3 separate regions of the Gossypium hirsutum genome follow, and regions 2 and 3 are each linked to region 1. The links are chromatin contacts, called in public Hi-C maps. All regions are on one chromosome and are shown on one strand. Each heading gives the region's core, a stretch centred on a gene start, on an enhancer-like site or on the middle of the called end of the contact. The rest is flanking DNA. Distances are from core to core; before and after follow the strand shown. Region 1 holds the start of LOC107920479 (pentatricopeptide repeat-containing protein At1g26900, mitochondrial). Region 2 holds the start of LOC107920647 (probable serine/threonine-protein kinase PBL3). Region 3 holds the start of LOC107920074 (transcription factor MYB88).

The links. A called contact is a pair of places that touch in the nucleus more often than the background predicts.
Region 2: a Hi-C map of leaf shows a contact between it and region 1, with 2.4 times the contacts expected there. The contact joins the promoter of LOC107920647 here to the promoter of LOC107920479 in region 1. A contact is called at or near these places in 2 of 34 Hi-C or Micro-C datasets (both in leaf).
Region 3: a contact with region 1 is called in a Hi-C map of leaf, with 2.7 times the contacts expected there. The contact joins the promoter of LOC107920074 here to the promoter of LOC107920479 in region 1. A contact is called at or near these places in 4 of 34 Hi-C or Micro-C datasets (callus and leaf).

The regions. Positions count from the first base shown.
Region 1 is chrD13:12,909,658-12,912,225 of Gossypium_hirsutum_v2.1, reverse strand. It overlaps LOC107920479 (pentatricopeptide repeat-containing protein At1g26900, mitochondrial), which reads right to left and starts at 1,285. Exons shown (of 1, transcript XM_016850213.2): 1 at 1-1,285. The coding sequence starts at 1,101.
Region 2 is chrD13:12,418,684-12,421,251 of Gossypium_hirsutum_v2.1, reverse strand. LOC107920647 (probable serine/threonine-protein kinase PBL3) reads left to right here and starts at 1,286. Exons shown (of 6, transcript XM_016850455.2): 1 at 1,286-1,894. The coding sequence starts at 1,831.
Region 3 is chrD13:12,454,554-12,457,121 of Gossypium_hirsutum_v2.1, reverse strand. It overlaps LOC107920074 (transcription factor MYB88), which reads left to right and starts at 1,276. Exons shown (of 12, transcript XM_016849593.2): 1 at 1,276-1,958; 2 at 2,078-2,124; 3 at 2,222-2,278; 4 at 2,412-2,484. The coding sequence starts at 1,878.

The DNA of each region.
Region 1 (2,568 bases), core at 36-2,535:
GGCCTTGTTTAAAACACCGCATTTTGCATACATATCGACGAGAGCCGTCCCGATAACCGCATCCAGTGGCATTCCTTCCTCTTCCACATAATTACCTATGCAGAGTCCTATATTTATAGCTCCGGAGGCAGCACAAGCTGAAAGCAAAGATACCAATGTAGTCGAATTAGGCTTTACTTGCATAACTTTCATGAGACGTAGTAAAGCTAAAGACTCTTCAAGCAGGCCATTTTCAGCATACTTGCTGATCATACAATTCCAGAGTACAACATCCTTTGCTACAACATCATCGAAAGCCCTACGCCCTAAATAAACATTCCCAGTTTTCGCATACATATCGGTTAAAGCAGATACCAGATTAGAGTCAAAACAAAACCCAAGTTTCAAACAATGCCCGTGAATTGACTCTCCCCCAAGTGAATCCCGTACTTCACCCATAGTCAATAGAACAGTCAAAAACGTAGTGACACTCATTGTCAAACAATTCCAACGCATTTGTCTGAACAAACCTATGACAGTATCAGGTTTAGAAACATCAAGATACCCACCCATCAAAGTGTTCCACGAAACGACATCGTTCCTTTCAGGACTTTCATCGAACAAGTTATGAGCATCGAACATTCTTCCACATACACTGTAAACATGCAAAAGGGTATTCTTAACATTGATGAAAAACAAATGCCCAGATCTCAAAGCCAACCCATGAATCATTTGACCGTTAAAAATTGCCAACTCACGGCCACATGCTTTAAGCGTAGTAATGAAAGAGAACTGGTCCAGAAAAATCCCATCTTTAGCCCTCAAGTTATTGAAAACACTAAAAGCTTGTTTTGGGTTATTGCTAATGGAAAAGCCTCTAAGGATGCAATTGTACATGAAGAGATTTGGGTTGTCAATTTGCTTGAAGACGGAGGCTGCATATTTTATATCTTGCAGTGAAGAAGAAAGAAGAAGCTTGCTTATTATGAAAGGGTCATTATCAAGTCCAGTTTTAATGATACAGCCATGAATTTGAGAGATTTCAGTAATTTGCTTGCATGATTTTAATATGGAAACGATGGTTGAAGGATTTGGGCCAAAGTTTGAAGGTTTGAATAGCATCGGCTAAGTTCGTTAGACAGTTTTTTTTTTTTTTTCGAACGACAGGTTCACTGCTTCAGGGTTCTTTGGCAGACAACTTTTCCATAGTTACCATGTTACGGTGTTGTTGACTTGCATTCATGAGCTGGGCTTAGGCCCAAGTCCAAGCCTGGCCATCTTAGCCGACAATCGATTGGTTTATTAATGCAAACGAGAGATTGGTTTGTCGGCATAGACAATCAATCTGTCCTTGTTTGATAACCAAGAGACAATTGATTTAAAATTACTCTCTAACCAATAAACAATCTTATAACTGAACGCCCAATATTTAACTTACTGATTATATTAAAAATTAAAAAGACTTAATTCTAACTAACAAACTCATCTCAACGGGATTTATTAAGCTATATCGCACATCCACACCACGTAATCATAAACTATGACATAAACAATTTATGCAGTTTGTCACTAGTATTAGAATAAAATAAACAATTATAAATTTATTTAGTCTAATTGATAAGAAAATCGTTCTAAATATCAAATACTAGCTAGATATTTAACAAATTTAAACACTTGTAATTATAACAAAAGATGTGTGAATATTAAAGAATAAAAAGGGATTAAAGCCTAAATTAAGTCTCATAAATTTATTAAATCAAACTTTTAACTAACCTTTAACTAGAAAAGGGAGTTTAGGAAGCCATATAGTTAGAAAAATGCAATAAACAGAAGATACTATAAAGTAAGAAAAACTAGCAAAAACCCTAACTCCCTCAAAAAATATAACATTTATATTGTCTAATTAACCTAAGATAAGTTACAGAAGCTTGCTTGGGATCATAAAACTCTTAAAAGACCAAAATGCCCTCTAAACTCGAATAGAATGTGGAGGATTTCATCAAGGCAGTAGAGCCTATGTTGGGTAGCCAAGGGTATGACGCTGGGGCGCATGGGATACAAAGATGGGGGCTCGACTGGTCGCATGCTGTGGCGTCGATGTGTGGCGTTGGAGTGTCGATTCTTGCGTGTTGGGGTGCCATGCTCGGTAAAGGGCATTAGGCTCTCTCGAGTCACTTGGTTTCAGCTACGCCTCATCCCATTTGTCTCTTATCCTCGTTTTAACTTCTAATCAACTTCAAAACTGAGCCTTAAGCTTCTATAAATCTGGTTCAAGTCTCTAATTAAATATCAACTATTGAAATCTTATAAAAATAAAGCACAATTAAACATAAAAAAAAGGCGAAACATGTACAATGATAAGTGATATTTCATTTAAAAATCGAACAAAATATTAAACATAAGAATCTAAAATATATGAAATATGAACACTCGTTGTTACCAATGGGAAAGATTGAGTGTTTGGCATGCGAATACATTTTGGAAGCAGCTTGCAATGGAACAAAACAACAATATTGATATTTTGAAATTTTGCATACTAAGTTTACACACATTTGACTCCTGACATTAAACACAATAAAGAATTTTAAG
Region 2 (2,568 bases), core at 37-2,536, 490 kb after region 1:
AATATTTATAATTTTTTAAAAATTAGATTAAAATTTTATTATTTTGAAGGTCAAAGTTTAATTTTATTTTTTACTAAATTAAGATTTTGTAAAATATAAAGGGCTAAAAGTGAAATTTTATATTTTAGGAAGGGGCGAGGGCCCTGCTAGCTTCCCTAGCAATTGGCGCCACCCTATAAATATTGTTATTAAAATGATAATGCTAACTTTTATTTTTTATTGTTATTCGATTACATAATTAAAGCCGAACCATTTTTTTCACTTATCACTGTTCACTACTCAATGATGTTTAATAAAAAATAAGTTTACATATTAATAAAATACATTTGTTTTTTTAAAAGGGGTAAATTACAGCCAATGTCATTAATTTATTAATGAGTTTAAGTTTTGGTCACTCAACTTTAAAAAGTTACAATATAATCATTAAACTATTTGAAAATTTTGAAAATCGGTACAATGAATTAGCACCCACCAATAAGTAGAATAATATAACTTAGATCTAAGTCAATTTGACAGTTAGTGTCAGAGATCAGAAGAAAGCTGTTTGGGTTTTCATGTGCAGATTCATGATGTTTAGTGGTTTCATGAGAAAAAATAAAAACTGTAGAAGAGAAAGAGAATGAGAATAAGAGCTTTTGGTTGGTGCAAGCGGTGTGGATAGAGAAGGCCATACATAAGCAATTTTAACAACCCAGTGACTTATATGAAAATTTTTTCGAAATTAAGTAACTAAAATATAAACTTACTAATAATTTAAAGATAAGTTTAAATTGAAAAATTACGCCGAGATAACACTTTACGCTAATTAATAACATTATAAAACAGATATATCAAATCATACCAAATTAATATAAATAAATTAAATATCAAAATTTAACCAAATAAAAAAGGGTAAATTATGTTAGAGGTCACTTAACTATAGTTTTTTTTGTCATCTAACTAAAAGTTACAAAATGGTCACCCGATTATTAGTAAATTTCTTTTGTCACCCAACTATTCAATTTATCTTTTTTGATCATCAATTGGTTAACGTAAAAATGGAAACACTAAAAAATTCAAGATTGTTGGGTGACTTGAAAGAAATTTATTAATAGTTGAGTGGCCATTTTGTAATTTTTCATAACTGGGTAAACAAAAAAGAAAAAAACCATTGTTGAGTGACTTCTAATGTAGTTTACCCAAAACAAGGACTAAAACCATAGTTATACCTAAAAATCCGATCAATTGGGATAATTCAGAAAAGAAAATACATAATTAAAAGAAAAGGAGACATCATTTGAGGTTGAGTCGTAAAGCCATAAAAAGCATGTGTGGACTTGTACATCAAAGAAAGGAGAATTCAGTCATTACACAAAAAAGAATGGATTCTCTGGGCATTGAAGGACTTGTACATATATAAAAGAAAGGGTCGCCATTGAGGAAGAGCATACATGCTTGCCAACAATACCAACCCTTTGTGTGATGCACGCGTCATAGATAAGGCCAAGTCCCCCCCTCAGCCCCTCTCACGCGGTTGTTGTGATTCCTCTCTCTATCGACACAAATAAAAAACACCCAAAGCTTCCACTTTCTTTCTCTCTGCTTTCCTTTGTCTCTGTTTTCTTTCATTTTCTTCTTGTTTTTATTTTCCCATTTAGAGCTTCACATTATCTAAACTTTGCAGTTTGACTGACCCACCAAACAACCCAGAGCTAAGGAGAGCTGTTTTTTTCGGCTTCCTGTCTTCTTTTAGGACTTCAGAAATTACTATGACTTGTTGAATTGTTAGTCCTATAAAACAAAAAGGAATATTTTTGCTTACTTGAGTGAAGAAGCATTAGTTTATCTCTAATGGGCAACTGTTTATTTTCTTCTACTAGAGTGGATTCCAGCCAAAGCCCCCATGCAACTTCAGGTAACCATTTATTTCCTGTAAAAGGGTATTTGTTGTTTTGGTGGGTTATTGTTTTCTGAAGATTATTTTTATGTCTTTTTAGCTCTAAAGGTTTAACTTTTTATGTTGGTTTTGACTTTCTTTTTTTGGGTATATTCCTTTAGTGTTAATTTGTTTTTGTCCTTGTGAAAGCTTATCGCTAATGATTACATTCATTTTATCATTTCTGTTATTGTTGTCCATGGGTTTTTAGTTCTGTTTCAAGGTATAGAGAGCTGCTCAAAGCTAGATTCTTGAGACTGTTCTTCAATTTCTTGAGTTGAGTATGAGGATTTGTGCCGGTGAATAGATGTAGTTCACTTGAAAATGGTGCTCTTTCTGTTTTCATTTTCACTGAAGTTTAATGAGTTTCGACGTGCAAACTAAAAGGAAGTGTAAGATTGACTTGCTAAGTTTTTGTTTTTAATGTTTAGAGTATTCATGTGGACATGAATATGCAGGGTTCTAGTGGGTAGAAAATACACTACAAATTTATGTTTTGAAGGAAATGCACAAAGAACAATAGGTGCTTGCTTGGAGTGCAATGAGCTATGCAATCTTTGGTTTTTTTTTACCTTAACCATTGTTACAGGATTTTAAAATAGGGATGTATGTGTCAAACCTTGTTTGGTTAACTAGGTCAATTGTGACTTCCC
Region 3 (2,568 bases), core at 27-2,526, 460 kb after region 1:
TATAATAGCAATGAACAATGTAAACATGAACTTTTGGTAGTTAAGAATGTAGTGTTCCAATCCAATCCAATATCCACGATCCAAAGTATTAAATAGGGTGATTTGATTCGATCCGATCTCCAAAATATACTTCTCCAAGTGATATAATCTTCATTAATAGGCTAGATATCATTATTATACTCAGCACAACCTATAAATACCATTCAATAAATTACCAACATCTCAAATATAACAACTATCTAAAACAGTTGGAGTTGAATTACCAATTTCATATTTTTTTTCCTGATCATATTGTAAGATGAAAAATTATAAAACGTGATCTAAAAGGGTGATTCATGGTAAAATCATACAATTTTCTTCTTTATAAAAAGACAAAAGATATTTATTGTGGTTTTTATAACCTTCCAAAACAATGAGCAAAAGAGAAGTTTCCTATTTGAAGAGTGTAGTTTCGTATATTTTGATTTACAATTTTTGTATCTTTCCCTCTAAAACCTAAATATTTTTATCTGCTTCACATGAAGAGAAGTGACAAAATCTATTGAATGAAAGCAACTAACCCCAGTTTACTTTAGGTGTTATATATATATATATATATATATGCATGTGGCATTTTGTTTTATATTGTTGTAAACTTTTTGGTCTAAAAACATTAAATAAATTAATTGGATATCTACTAGTTGAAAATGTGTATATATTTCAATAATTATATATATATAGTTTTTAAATAATTAAGTATTCATTTACAAAAACTCATTTATATTTACTTATAAATCATAAGATATTTGCACTATATATTCTCCAATTGCGGTGAAGATTTTAAATTCATCTAAAATTTCAAAAAGGTATTAGAATACTTCTATCAGCTTAACTTTTAGCCCGAGTATTAAATTGAAGTGATTATGTATTTATTATATAGAAAATTGAATTTGAAAGGTTGAAAAAGAAACCCTATCCATGCACTACATACATATGCTTTCAATTTTGATGAACATATTTTAAATATTTTTATCTCAAATTCGAGTTAATATTTAAGGGAGATAATAAAAAAAAAAAATGGGGATTGCGTGGAGAGAGCACAGTGGGCTTAGTCTGCGAAGCATTCATTAAAAGCACAGCCAATATCATGAAATTCAGCGTTATTTATTTATGGATTTGCTTTTAAATTTTTTTAATTTTTAAAATAATTTTCAAACTCTCCCTTCATACCCGCGCACTAAAGCAAGAATCCGTTGATTTAAATTAATATTTTTAACCCCCTTTTTTTTTTAATTAAGAAAATCAAAATCCAAACGCCTTGAAAGAAAGAGAAAGTATTAAAAAACAAAAAACAAAAAAGTTTCGTTCTTTGAAAGAAACCCAAAATAATTTTCATCAGTCAGTCTTCATTTTTTCCCTTATTTTCTCATCAAAGTTTCAATCCTTTCTCCATTTTAGATCTACCCCGTTTGTTTTTTCAATTATACGTATATAAATGTAATTTTGAATAAAAAAATCCAAGCTTTAATTAGCATTTAAATTGCGGGGTGGTATTTCCCAAATATATATGGAAAAAGTTAGAATCCGAGGAATGGTGTAGGAGAGGGGGACAAGCAAAGCATAGAGTTCTTGAGAGTAATATGGATTCCATTTGAACCCAACTGTAAGCTGTGTTGTGAAAGAAAAAAACATCAAAGAAAAGAAAAAAGAGAGGGAAATGGTGGAAGTGTTGGTTCCTTTTCCAGGGATTTAAGTGTGTTTTTTTCCCCCTTTTTTCTTTTAATAAAGGGGTGAGAAAGGGGCTGCCTTTTTAGCATATGCCACTTGGGTTTTTTAATAAAAGGGCAAGGGAGCGTCAATAAGAGATAAGTGAAGGCAAAAACAAAGTTTTAAAAAAAATGCAGGAAACAAGGAAGAAGAATGGTGGCAATGAAGATTCCAAGAAGAAGGAGCGTCATATAGTGACATGGACCCAAGAGGTTTTCTTTTTTTCTTTTCTTTTTCATTTATTTATCTATTTGTTGATTTATTGACATGATATGTGTTGGAGTTCTTATTGGTTTGATAATGGGTTCTTTAATGGGGATTGTTGTTGCAGGAAGATGATATCCTTCGTGGACAAATCAGTTTACATGGAACTGAAAAGTGAGCTCTTTGCTATATTTTTAGTGATGAAGGAAATTCAAGGGGGTTGGTTTTTGTTGATGTTTTCTGTTTATCTTGGTTGAATCTTTGAATGCAGCTGGGCTATCATTGCCTCTAAATTCAAGGATAAAACAACAAGGCAGTGCAGAAGGAGGTTGGTTTGAATACCATGATATGATCAATTTTGATCATAATGATCTTTGCATTTTGATCCAATTTTTTGTGATTTGATCCTTTAAAACTGATATAATATGTTTGTTTTAATGAAAAAAAAAAAACAAACACAGATGGTACACATACTTGAATTCAGATTTCAAGAAAGGAGGATGGTCACCAGAGGAAGATATGCTTTTATGTGAGGTGATAATCTATTTTTGTATGGTCTACTTTCATTTAAGTTAATGGGGTCAGACTTCTTTTTTTTTTTTTCAAAAACTATTAAAT